2 separate regions of the Gossypium raimondii genome follow, and region 2 is linked to region 1. The links are chromatin contacts, called in public Hi-C maps. All regions are on one chromosome and are shown on one strand. The core of a region is the stretch at or near the end of the contact, and the rest is flanking DNA. Distances in the headings are between cores, read along the strand shown. Region 1 has its middle 41 kb from the start of LOC105794176. Region 2 holds the start of LOC105794178 (sucrose transport protein SUC3).

What was found. A called contact is a pair of places that touch in the nucleus more often than the background predicts.
Region 2: a Hi-C map of leaf shows a contact between it and region 1, with 2.0 times the contacts expected there. The contact joins the promoter of LOC105794178 here to the enhancer-like site in region 1. A contact is called at or near these places in 2 of 2 Hi-C or Micro-C datasets (both in leaf).

The regions. Positions count from the first base shown.
Region 1 is chr3:36,103,047-36,110,356 of ASM2569854v1, reverse strand. No RefSeq gene overlaps it. Among protein-coding and RNA genes, the nearest start is that of LOC105794176, 41 kb to the right of the region's middle. Within about 2 kb of position 3,291, the one cell type or tissue checked has open chromatin away from gene starts, as enhancers often do. A contact at or near this core is called in leaf, where this site is marked.
Region 2 is chr3:36,322,668-36,329,977 of ASM2569854v1, reverse strand. LOC105794178 (sucrose transport protein SUC3) reads left to right here and starts at 3,615. Exons shown (of 13, transcript XM_052628305.1): 1 at 3,615-4,232; 2 at 5,272-5,370; 3 at 5,458-5,522; 4 at 5,641-5,725; 5 at 5,800-5,833; 6 at 6,003-6,102; 7 at 6,213-6,288; 8 at 7,216-7,310. The coding sequence starts at 3,927.

The DNA.
Region 1 (7,310 bases), core at 2,042-4,541:
ACTCAAATATTTCGGTCTCTACTTATTCCTTTTGCCTAAATATGATTCCATTCATCTACTTTTTCATCTACAACTGATTCTTAACCTTCAAACTACACAAAATTACTCAAATTCGTGGTTCTAAAATTTCGACATAAAATAGGTATTTTTCATGAAAACTCAATAAAACCTTAAAATCTCTTAACTAAACTTTAATGAAAGTTTAAAAACCTTCTAATCATGTCAAAATAAGTTAAAAACACTTTGAAACATCGTTTTTATGTAAAATCCTGAAATCCACCATTAATGACATAATTTTCGGCTTTTATTCAAAACATTTGATTTAATGGGTAAAAACTCTATTTAAAAGACTAGACATAAAAAACTAATATGAAAATGATTCGTTACCTCCGATGGGAGAAATACGAACATTTGGTTGAAAATCCAAAGAAACTCACAAGCTTAAGAGATGACAAAATCAATGGTGTTTTTGGTGTTTTCTTGGATTTCTATGGAGGTTTATTGATTGGATGATAATAGAAATCAAAGGAATGGAGTTTGTGAATCAAAATTGAATGAATGGGGTTTAGGAAGACAATGGACGGTGAAACAAAAAGAATGGGAAGAACTAACGTGGGTTTTGTGAAGATAAATAGGGGAAATAGAGTATTTTTAAAACTTTGGTAAAATTACTTTAAAACTACTCCTAAATTGAACCCTTTTACAAAACAATCCTTATTTTACAGTTGAAGGTCTTTTCAATATTATTTTCAAAAATTGATTTAATTTTTTCAAAAATTATGATTGAAAATAATTTCGTGTTACCGCAATTCAGAATTTTCCGAACCTACTCCGAGCCAAAATTTACATTATACCCCCAAAACTTCTAGACCCAATTTTAGGGTGTTTTATGGAGGCTCTTCTTATTGGGACATCTACAATAAGAACATTGAAGTCTGAATTGGCTTGGACTACAAAGGAAGAAAAGCACACAAATTTCAATTTAAAAACACTGCATGCTATTTTTTGTGGAGTAGATAGATAGGAATTTAAAAGAATATCTAAATTCACTACTTCCGAGGATGCTTGAGGAATTCTCAAGACTACTCATGAAGGAACCAATATAGTTAAGAATTCGAAACCTCAAGGATTCAGGAGAATGAAACAATTGGTGAGTTCTATGTTGAACTCTGTGACATATTCAATCAAGCTTTTGCCCTTCATAATGAGTATTCAAACTCCAAACTAGTAAGGAATGTGTTGAGATCCTTGCTCAAAAGTCTTGCCATCAAAGTCACAACCATTAAAGAGGCAAAAAGACATTGATAACATGAGGATCAATGAGTTGATTGAGTCATTTTAGACTTTTTAAATCAATCTTGAAGAATCAGAAGGAACAAATCCAAGGGTGAAAAAAGCATTGTTTTACAAGTGATAAACATAGTGCCCAAAAGTATGACATCTATTGTTTCACTGCTAAGAAAAGGATAGATTTTTGTTTTTAATTAGATTGAATTTTTATTAGGGAAAAATGGGCTAAATTGATTAATATAATTAAAAAAGGGTCAATTGGTTCAAAATTTATGATTACGCTCGTAATCTAAGATAACCTAATTAATAGGTCATAATGGGATTATGTCCTAATATTACAACATCTTGACAATATTTGGGAACATGAGATTATGGGGTGGCTAGAATGTTGAGAATCCAAATAACATAATCTCATTTCGAAATGTAACATTATGAGTTGTAATGTAAGATTCGAGCAATCAAAAGCGCCCTTAGGCTTAAGAAATATGTAGTGATTTGCTTGGTTCTTTTAACAAATATTAGCCATTTATTTTTTAAAAGGTTTAAATGCAAAATTGGCCCTTAAAGTATATCATTTTTCCGACTTAGGCACCTAAAGTCTGTTTTAGTCAAAAGTGGTACCTAAACTATCAATTTTACCATTTTACCCCAAATCACAATATCAACCAATAAAAACATGACACGTGGCACATTTTTATTTGATATCATACACTTTTGGGTAAAATGAGACGAAATTGGAAGTTTAGATACTACTTTTGGGAAAAAGTACTTGTACTTAAGTAGGGAAAATGGTATACTTTAAGGGCCAATTTTGTAATTAAACATTTTTTAAATAAAGGGTTATTTTCGTGCCATTAACGAAGAGACACCCTTCCTATCGTATGACATTTGGGACTTTAGCGAGTGGCAATGACCCTACTCAGTTCACTATACTTTTGATTTGCTTGTAATCTACCTTTTTAACTTATCATTATTAACTTCTTAATCTTGAATTTACCACATATTGACTTACTAAATCAAGAAGGTCAGACTGTTGACTTGACTTGGGCTGAACAAGTGTGAAGCCCAAAGGGAAAAGTGAAGATAGGCCCAGAGCAGTACCGGTTTTGAAACGAAAGAGGGCAGAAAGTTGTTTACGGATTAGACTTGATTAGACCAATGCTGGCCCATATGCATCCTAGTGAACAAAAAGGAGCCCAAGGACAGTGTTATGATGACAAGTGTGACACATGGGGTTGGAGCCTGGCTCCACTCCAGTTAAGCTTCGGAGCCCAACGCTGAATGAAAATGTAATCTCATTATGTTAAAGCGGGGAGTGCAGGAAAAAGGTGGCCTTCAAACCAAGCTCCCCCTACTTGTTTATGTTACTGAGTGGGTGAATGGGGTCCCCGTAAGGCTTTCAAAGTGAATCATTTATTTGACAGACATGAACTTCAGTTAAAAACTTTGAAAAGACCAATCAAAACATCCTTGCTGTTTCAATGATATTTTTATGTGGTATGGAACTAATGAGATTTACTCGTTAGAATCTGACAGATAATGTGAAAAAAGGGTTCACTGTGAAAAAGTAAGCAATCATGTTAAAGAGTAAGACAGACAATTAATTTTTCCCTCATCCTTGAGACCATCCCCAGACTCAAAGAGTGAGCATGCTTCTACCAACATCTTAAAATAATACTAAAATCCTACTCAAGTTTCTATCCTGCTATAATATTTCACTAGGGTGGTAATGATTCCAAGTGTAGAAATTCATAAAGGTGTACAGGGTATAATTGTAAAGCATGTGGGGGACACATTACTGCTAGCTACCACATCAACATCATACGTACATAAACAATTGTAATAGTGAGAGAGATTATAATGATTGACATATAAGACTACTGTTAGCTACAACATCAACATCATATATGAGTATATACAAACAAGAGTAATAGTGACAGATTGTAATAATGACAAAATAAATTTTTTTAGCGTATGTATGGATATACAGGATTATGATGGCTGCTTCAAAGGGTAGACATATTTTGGTAATAGGCTCCAAAGTTCATGCCTAGTCCCATGCTGTAGTGCTCCCTACTTCACTCGGGCAGAGTTAAAGAAAAGGAAGAAAATGGCCCAACCTCTCAAGCCTTGACTGTGAAGCTGGGGTACTTATCAATTCATTAGGGGGGGGGGTGAGAGAGGGGTGTGCTTTTGACCACTTCTTTTTCAGTGACTCCATTTGTTTATACAATCAGGAGGCAGAATAATATTAGATTGAGGGATCTGAATTCAGAAAGAGGAATTAAAAGAGGTGTCAAGTCACAGTTTTGGTATAGAGTAGAGTAGGGGGGCTTGCAACTTTGCAAATCCCTGCTATATTTTTGTGTTAGATGAGCTGTTCTATGAACACATCTTTATTGAAAGTAGCTAAAGAGTGAGACACCATTTCAGAGTGACAGAATGTAAATTCATCTTCAATTCTCCCTTTGCCAGATCCCACTTTGCAGATTTCTGTTACAAAATATAAAAAATTTCCCCTTTTTGGGTATTCTCAATAGTGCTCCCATTTAATGAATGTAACAGTGCAAAGATGTTTATATGATTGGGAGATTAACTCTTAGCTCTTTAAAGATAGTAGACGATTAGCATTCATGTCCCTTCAAATTGAAATTAATTAGAGTATAACTGTGTACATTATAATTATACCAGATGGAAACAAATGGAGCAAGGCCCCATACTAGGGGTATGATTTGGATTTAATATGAAATGAGAATTCTAGCATTAATGATAACATCTATTATGGGACCATTAACTACATATAATTCTTGTGATTTGTTTTAGCATATGGACGTGGAAGTAGGTAGTAGTTCATCATCTTATCACTCTAACAACCCAATTCATTAGTAGTTTTTATTTTTTAAATTCATAATATTTGCTAGACATCCTTTTATTATGCACCAAGGGAAGAGAGCAATCAAAGTTGGCACAACATTTTATTTTCTGCCAAACACTGACATTTCAGGCATAATTAAATAAGTCAAATGCTAACTTTGACCGCATATGTACCCTTATTTCAGGTTTACTCACCCTTTTTTTGTTTTATTAAAACAAGATAAGGAATTCGACTTCCACTTAAACTTAAATTTCAAATTAAATCTTTTCTTTGCCATTCAAATAAGCATACTTTGAACCAATCAATTAAGCTTTTCTCGATCCTAACTAGCTACCTAATCATACGATAGGAAAAATGAGTGAAAGTAAAACAATAAGAAGGAATTAAGTGAAGGAAGGCTTAGGATATGGTAAAAGTATTTTTCTAGGTTAAAAATTAGATTGTATTTTATTTCTCTACTTAAAAATGAATAAATTAATTTTTATACATTAAATAAAACAGAAAATTGGTTTTTAGTTAAAATTTTCATTCATTAAAACTGACATAGCTAACAAAATATTAAACAATGACACGGGTCATGCTAATATATAAGACTAGCTTTTAACTATAAAAATGAATGGAATTTTTAACAAATGAACTAATTTACTATTTGACCTAACATACAAGGTTTAATTTACTCCTTTTTAATAAAGAGGATAAAATATAATCTAACTTCTAATATAATCATCTTCATAGTACTTTTACTAATAAGATATATATGCATGGGAACATACACATGGACATATATGGTGAGGGAGGAGGGCATAGGATTCCCAAAACCTTTTCCTTTAACAACAGAGCTAGCAGCGTGCTTTAAGTTATATTTGTAGAAAGATGAGTGAAGTGAAGATCCGGGCTAGGGTTGAAAAGGTGGCTCAAATATCTAACAAATGTGCCCACAAAAATGTAGGAATCCCAAGCAAAGTGAACCCCCTACATGCACATAAAGCTATATATGGATAAAAAATAGTGCTGCATATGCTCCAAATTTTGTTCCACACGTGGGGCCTTTCCCCTCTCTCTTTTTTTCTTCCTTTACATGAGATCAAAGAATATTTTTCTCCCACTCAAAAATATGGTTCAATAACAATAAAATTTGTCATTTCACATAAAAGAAAAAGAAGGGAAAGAAATAAAAACCCTAAAGAAGAATAGTGTACCTTGACTATGTTACATTGTAATACCATGCTTCATTTTAAGTTGAAGAATATATTGACCAACAAAGCTGATATTCAACATGCACTTTTATCAAGCCTAGCTGCTCATTCATCTATTCCATTGGCCAAATATGATTATAGGTGTTTTAATTAATGAAACAAAACCTTGATTATTTATCAAAGGGGAGAACCTTATCATAATACCAAGGGAAGATGAGAGGGAAAAAAACACACTAAATAATAAAAATTTATCTTGATAACCCCATACTCTTGTTTATTGGAGGTGATCCTAATTAACAATTGGACTTTATTTTTGCATTTGATTTTGTAAAAAAATAGCATTTTAATGTATTAGGTAACATGATTAATATTAAAATGAATAAGGAAATTGATTTGTTATTAATGGAATAGGAGTTAAATAAGGAGATACCAAAACCATAAATCTTTTAGAAGAATGATTAAAATTAAAGTCAAAAAATGGTAGAAAGTGGAGTGTACTCTTTGGGTTAGCTTAGCTTTAATTTTGTAGGGTAAAAACACACTCTCTCTTTTTTCCTGCCTACTTTTTCAACCCTCTTGTCTACTTTTAGATATAAGTCTTAAATTTGATTAGAGGAAAAGAAATAATGAAGGTGGAGCGCTAAACAAATCCCAAATTCGGGGCCCTTTGAACAAAAGGAGAGATTAATTTTAGTGAAATTCCTCATCAACAGGTATATATTATGAGACAGTGCACAAACAACTAGACAAATTAGTAACTATTTAGCTAACCACAAAAAAAAATTAAAGACAACTTTGCACTGTATTCTACCAAAAAGGCAGCTCCGGCTAAAGTTGTCCCATTTACAAATTTTACGAAGAACAGTAAGAGCAAGCAACAACGAGTGAAAAGAAGATATGTATATTCAATAAGAGGGAAATTTTAATTGGGGTTAGAAGTATACGATGGAGTAGGGTTTGAATTAATTAAGAGAAGGGTTTCTAGACCATCCTTTAACTTTTAAATTTGGCTCTCTCTCTTTTAGAAAAAATGGAAGTAAAATGATCGATGATATGGACCCTTGGTATTGGAAAAATAGGGTGTAAAAGTGAGACCTTTTCATCTTAGGAGATACACCCAAATTTTATTACACCGCCCCAAAGTAAACCAAACTTATCAAACATTGTAGGCTCCTAATTACAACTTTTGAAATCATCACAGCTCAATCCTTGACATTCTATTTCTTCCTTTTTCCACCTACAGCCTCATTGTTTAATACTTGAAATACTTTTAAATTGGAAAATCAATTACATGATTTTGCAATACAGAGGTTATTAACAACAAAAAACAGGTTATGATAAGCTCATTGAATATATTTGTACTTAATCATTCTTAATTTTCCTTTATGGTGGATGAGAAATGGGGGAGCTTATAAAAGGCCCACGTGATTTTAAATTTACAGTGTTATTAGAGCAAAAAAAAAAAAAAAGAGAAAGGGATGATTAAAAAGGGAGGAGGGAGCGGATGAGACACATGGCTCACAGCAATTGATTGTGTGAGCGCTCTACTTGGCTATCATGAAAGAGTTCATCAAAAGAAGATGAAAACTAAGACCCCACACCCCACCCTCACATCTCATCAAATATCAATCTCTTTGGGAACTTGGGCCTCTCTTCGCAAACCTCCACTACCTTCATCATTCTTTTCTATCTTCATTAACATTTTCATTTAACAGATTAGTGCAATTTATCATTACATCTTGATTTTAATATATTACTTATCTTGTAATTTTTTTTTCCTTTTGGTTCCTAGGAATTGTAGTGCATGCATTTGGAAAGATGGTGTATTTGCCTAGCTAGCATTTTCCTCTTCACTAGATCACTTAATATCATGCTCTAGTAAATTATACTATCACTAATTTTAGGCTTAGAGACCATTATATATTGTATTCTTTGTTGGATTGTGTTAT
Region 2 (7,310 bases), core at 2,366-4,865, 220 kb before region 1:
GTAAAAAAAAAGAAGAAAAAATTAAATACATTAGACTGAAGGTAAACGCCCATACAGAGGGATTCTAAAACTTAAGCCTGGGTTTTTAAAGTTTTTAGGGCTTTGGTATTTTCTTCTCTTATACTTATTATTGACTTTGAAATAATTTTATACAAATATATTTTAAACATTTTAATTTTAAATTAATTATATATACTGACTTAAATAATTTTTTCCTTTATATTTTAATCAATTTTACATTAAAATAATTTAATAAATTCATTTCAAAATTAATAGATATATCATAATTAAATTTAAATTCAAAGTACTAAAGTTAAATATACATTTTCTGAAACATCTCAAACATATTTAATTTTATAACATTTTACGTGTAATTATTTTTATTATTTTAATTAAAATGGAAAATGAATAAAATAAATAGAAAATACATGCATATAAATAAAAGTATAAATACATCTCCAAACTATGACTCTCATATTAAATTGATCTCAAACTTCAACTCATTTTAATTAGATCCTCAAATTATCTATGTTATATCAATTAGGTCGTTTTGTTATTAAAATCGTTAATTTAACTGTTGAATGATACATTGAATCTTATACGACCTAATCTAAAATGAAAATTTCAATGAACAAAAAGAATATTGTTAAAATGGGTGTGGTTTTAAGGTTTTCAAAACTTTTATGGATGTTTTATTGTTCACTCTCTTTGTTCGTTTTACTTTATTTTTAGTTTTACTTTTAAAAGTTATGCAACAATGTCTTATTTTTTAATTCATTTTAAATTTAGCTACATAAGACTTGGTGTGTCATTTACTAATTTTAATAACAAAAGGACCCGCTTGATATAATTTTGATAGTTTGGGGATGTAATTAGGTTGTTTTAGTTTGGAACCAATTTAGAATGAGGGTTATAGTTTGGGATATCTGATGTAATTAACTCATATAGTTTTATTTAAAAGGTTAAAAATGCCATAAGTCCTTATACTTTTCACAAATTTAGAATTTAGTCACTATTTTTTATTTTTAGGAATTTAATCCTCTACATTTTAAATTTCAAAATTTGGATCCAATTTTTAATAATGCTATTCTTTTGTTGATGTCACATTCTGAAAAAAAAAATACTCACTTGGTAGTCATGTAACAAGAAAGTAATGTTGGAGTGAATCTGAATTTAGTAAAACAAGTTTAACAATGTTAGCAGTTGAACATGAAGTTTGAAATCTAAAAATTGAAAGGGCTAAATTCTTAACAATAAAAGTATATGGGCTAAATTTCTAATTTACGAAAAAAATATAGGGACTTATGACATATTTTAACCTTAAAAGGTTAAAAGTTATTATATAAAATTTAGGGTAAAATACAATAATAGTCACCCAACTATGCACTTTGTTCTATTTGATCACTCAACTATTAAATTTTTTGATTTAGTTACTTAATTTTTAAAATTAAATATTTTAGTCACTCTCCATATATAGTTGTTAGCTGAGGGATGAAAAGATGACTTGAGCTTTTTGTTGGCCTAATAACAAATTTAACCCTCTAATATTTACATATTTTATCAATTTGATCCTAGATCTAAATAATTCAATAAATTCTAAAAAAAAAAAAAAAAAAACAACAACAACTAGAGCCTTCGTCACTCTTAGCAATACATACCTCCCGACCCTCTCGTCAACCACCATGCATGATGCAACTCACCCTTCATTTTATTAAGATCATGCTTAATCTAAATTTCTTGGTTTGCGTTAATTGCTAGGCCTTGCAATCTCAATCCATCAAATTGGAGGCTTTCAGGCAATTTATAACTATTGGAAAGAAAATGTAGGGAACAAATGTCACATCTAGATGTTTTAAGGACTTTTACGAGATTCAGAATCTTTGTGAACGTAGTAGCCTGCTTGAGTTTTCATGTTGCTCTGAAGTATCTAAATAATTAACTAAAATTTGGCTTGCGAAGCTAGATTGCTTACTCTGATATCAGCGGACGAGGTGCCATTATTTTGCTGAAAATAATTTGGACTGTGCAGCCTGCATGTCCATACAAAATATGACGTGTATTGCCAAGAGTAAGATAAGGGGGTAAATTCGGAAATTTCTTTAATAGAATTTAAATTAAATTATAAATTTTTAAAAGGTTAAAATATAATTTTATTATTTATTAATTTTTTATTTCTTCATTTTCAAAGAGATTAAATATATATTTTTTATTTTTAAAGAACCGAAATATAATTTTACTATATATTAAATTAAATTTTCATTATTTATAAATATATTACATTGCGCGATTTTCAATTTTTGAGAAGGGGGACAAGTCCCTTACCTTCCCCTTTAAGATTGCCCTGTAAGAAAGGCTTCAATTGTTTCTTAATAGAATTTGTTAAATTTTTTAGATTTATAATCAAATTGATAGGATGTAAACATTAAAAGGTTAAATTTATTATTAAAATAATAAAAGCCCACATCATCTTTTCGTTGCTTGGTTAACGATAATTAATGGAAGAGTGACTAAAATATTTAATTTTAAAAAGTTAAGTGACTAAAATGAAAAAAAAAATAGTTAAGTGACCAAAATTGAATAAAGTGTATATTTGAGTGACTATTATTGGCTTTACCCTAGAATTTAAAGGGTAAAAGTACCATGGAGGCCCTTGTACTAGGAGTCGGGTTGCATTTTGCTCCCTCCACTCAAAATAGAAGGTAAATTAATCATTATACGTTAGATCAAAGAGCAAACTGATCATTCTATTAAAAATTTCATCAAATTCTATTGTTAAAACTTGGCCTCTGTACACCAACATAAGGTGCATGTAGCATGCTAAGTGTAATTGTTTGGTTATTCCATCAACCACGCTAATTTTTAACAATAGAAATAGATGAAATTTTTAATAAAAAAGAACCATTTTGCTCTTTGATCTAATGCACAGGGATTAATTTGCCCATTTTTAAGTAAATAGGGCAAAATGTAATCTCATGTTAATACAAGTGCCTCTATAATACTTTTATCAATTTAAAAAGTATATAAGATATTTTTCATATATAAGTAAAGTAACCAGCTATTTTGAAACCACAATCAAATAAATATTTTTGTAAGCGTCTTTATGCTACACTCAAGGTCACTAAACTATTAATAAGTTTACATTTTGATCATTTAACTTCAAAAGGTTACAAAATGGTTATTGAACTATAAATCAATACCCATCAACAAGTAAAAAAAACCCCTTAAATTCAAGTTGATCTAGCGGCTAGTGTCAAAAATAGAAAAAGAAAATTATTTTAATTTTAGTTCGTAAATTCGTAATATTTAAAATTATTTCGTGAAAAAAAATTAAATTGTAGAAAAAAAGTAGAAAAAGAACTTTTGATTAATGCAGGCAATGTGAACAGATAATACTATGCAACAACAATTTTAGCAACTCAATGATCTAACTGAAAACTTTTTACTAATTTATTGACTATTTTTTTTAACTTTTTAATAAAGGATCAAAATGAAAACTTACTAATAATTTACTTATCTAGTTTACCCTTCATTCTATTATATTTAATTATAGTAACCTTGTCCGTAAACTTGACTCCAGCGTCCATCCGGCAATTACTCGTCGTCGGTGTGCTTTTTCCCTTGCTGAAGAAGAAAAGCATCCCTTCAATAAATGACAAAGTCCCTTAAAACCAACGGTCCTGATCACATCCTTTTTCTCCCACTTAATCAACGCCCCCATCGCTTTTCCTTTGATGGCAAACTTTTGTTTTCACAACCGACACATCACACAAATCAACATGGACCCTGCACCTAAACCTAAATATCATCTTGAAACACATTCATTCCTCAACTTTTAATTTTGATTGATTTTGTTTTCATTTTTTTAATGCGAAGGTTTACCTTGAGTTAACTCGTGAAGGATAATCAGAGACTGAGCCAAAGAGGTTATGGCGGGAATGAGTGACTCAGTGCCCATCAGGTTCCCCTACAGGAATTTAAACAAGGAATTGGAGGTTGAAATGATCGACGATCCTCATTTTCGGATCGATCTAAATTCCTCTCCGAACTCTCCTTCAGCTTCTTCTTCGTCGCCTGCCTCGAGGGTTCCCAATGGAAACGCTAACTTATCGTCGCCGATCCATGCCGGATCTAAGGATTGTAGCTTGATAACTCTGGTTCTTAGTTGTACGGTCGCCGCCGGGGTTCAGTTTGGTTGGGCTTTACAACTATCGCTATTGACTCCTTACATTCAGGTCTTTCCAATGCTCTTTATTTTTTTTCTCTTTTGTCTTGTAATTTATGTTAGTTTAAGTATTTTAATGAAAAATAGTAGGCTAGTGACTATGAATGTTTTGAAGTTTGAATTTGGTGCAACGTGTTTACATTTAATGACAATTTTTGTGTTATTGGGGGGTTATCTGTAGGAAATAGAAAAATAAAATCAGCAAGTGCACTTCTTGTTGGTATTCTTGAATTGGTTAGCTAGTAGATGCTACAATTCTTTTTCATTATTGTTTAGTCATTAATTTACTTAGTTTTCATGTACTGCAGAAAGAATTATTGGTGCAGTTATAGGTTGCGAAAGAGCGATCATGGCGTTGAGAGGCAAATTTTCTTTTATTATCATTTTCTGGAAATTTTCTAATAAAATACTTATCATCTTTAACAATATAAATTAAAACGCACTAGTTAGAGAAAAGAATGTTATAGTCATTTTTTGAAGAATAAATTGCATATTAAAATAATTCTCAAAATATTTTGTCAACTTCTTGCTTAATGCTTATGTAATACTATCTCTTTATTTATTATTATTTTTAGCCTTGGCTCTATTTCTTTTCAACGCTCTGAGCTTCTCTGATTACTGTATATTTTGTTGATTCATGCAGACACTTGGAATAGAGCATGCTTTTTCTTCATTTATTTGGCTCTGTGGTCCGATAACTGGTCTTGTGGTAGGTGATGGGAAACCATATTGAACTAACTCCTAAATAGTTGGGGCTACCTTTCATGTATCCTATTTTGTTATAGAAGGTAGAGATGGGGGGTACCCTAGAACATTTATTTGTTTGATTGCATAATAGAGAATTTCTTTGCTTATTCAATTTTCCATTCTCTCCCCCCCCCCTGTATGTCTGTGCAAATTAGGAAGCAGGCTACCTTTGTGTTTAATGCCTATTTTTTTTAAATGTGTTGGCACATGATAAATGTAAATGACTAGAGTTAAACAAAATCAGAATAAATAATACCTATCTGCATTTATGATTTATAGAATTGTTTGCATTTTGATCTTAGGTTCAACCTTGTGTTGGTATTTGGAGTGATAAATGCACTTCCAAATATGGTAGAAGGCGGCCTTTTATCCTTGCTGGAGCGCTCATGATCTCTCTTGCTGTAAGCACCAAAGAAGATTGTTTTCCTTTTATGCTATGTTTATGTTTTTATATATATATATATTCTAAACTAAGGTTTGCAATCTAGGTGATAATAATCGGGTTTTCTGCAGACATTGGATACTTATTAGGTGATACGAAGGAGCACTGCAGGTTTCCACTTTTGCTTTTGATTCATTCTCTTCTCTTATAGCCAACTCTCACTCTCCCCCACCTCTTTTTCCTGCTGCAAGAAAATAAAGAGATTGACAAAATAATGTATGCAATGTAGTACATTTAAAGGTACACGAACAAGGGCGGCTTTTGTCTTTGTTATCGGCTTTTGGATGTTGGATCTTGCTAACAATACAGTGCAGGTAAGCCTTAAATGACAATTAATTCTTCATTTTATGCACATGAGCTAATAGTTGAAGTCTTATATTTTTTCTAGGGACCAGCTCGTGCCCTTTTGGCTGATCTATCTGGTGAGCTCCCTTCTTAAGACAGTAAAAGAAAAAAAAAAGAAAACGGTTATGGTCTATACATAATATCATTGTGATGTTTTAGGTTTGATACCTCCGATTTACTAGGCCGTATAATACCACACACATTTGAATACTGTGCATGACAAGATTCTGGATGCCTATGTTTTAGGTCCTGATCAACATAATTCTTCAAATGCTATATTTTGCTCGTGGATGGCTGTTGGAAACATCTTGGGATTTTCAGCTGGTGCTAGTGGGAGTTGGCACAGGTGACAATCTTTTCCTGTGTTTTTGTTGTGATGAAACAAGCAATTATTGACGCAAAGTTATTAAGTGAATTTATATGTTGATCTAGTTCTTGCAAATTGTCTCAATTCAGATGGTTTCCATTCTTGGAAAACAGAGCTTGCTGTGAAGCCTGTGCCAATTTGAAAGCAGCATTTCTTGTTGCTGTAGTAAGTAACATTATCCATTGAAATTTCACACTATTAAGGCTTTCTAGGATGTTAAAACTGAAATTCTTCACTTAAATGTTAACTAAAGTACATTTGATGTGTTAATTTATGGCTTTAATAATGGTACACCACTTTCACATGCTTATTGATTCTTTAGATAAAGGGTTTTAAGTACTAGCATGGCATTTTCTGCATGGAGTTCACCTGAAATGCCATTTGCTTTGCATATGTTGTGGACCATTTAGTAGCATTTATTATAGTTTGTGGCAAGGTAGCCAATTTTGCACCGTTCTGTCCGTACTGGTTGGTGCGCACCATTTCAACTGTAAATCGGAACAGCCAATTCTCTTTTTTTGCACTGGTGAAAATTCCGGCCTGTACCGGTTACACCAGCTCTTTCCGCCCAATTCTGGTCATACCACGGAATAATGTGTATCAGCTGGTGCATGACTGAAGTTGAAAGAAATGTAAAAATACATATATGAGATAATCTTGTTTAATGTATTGGATAATCTTGTTTAATACATGGGATGATTTTTTTTCCTTGTTTATTTTTGAATGATGGGTTTTTATTTGTGAAATTTATTTATGAGCATTTTATATAATTGATGAATATTTTATATTTGAAATTTAGTTACCATTCATTCCATATTTGTAAATATATTTTTATATGCATAAATTAAATATTTTCGAGAATATTGATAAAACGAAAGCAGTACATCGAAACAGACTGATATCAGTATGTACTAATTCCTGTAGAAAAATAGTGTGTCCACTAGTGTGGTATTGACTACCTTGCTTTGTATTATAGCCTCACTGAACTTTGAGCGCCTTTTCAGTTGCTGTCTCGTGCTTTTGTGGTCAACTGTTTTCTAACACTTGATGTCATTCTGTATATGCGTAAAAAGTTGTTTGGCATTTCTGCAGGTCTTTCTCTTGTTTTGTACTGTTGTGACTGTATGTTTTGCTAAGGAGGTTCCGCTTCCACTGCCAGCAGATCAGCCTACTCGTTTATCAGATTC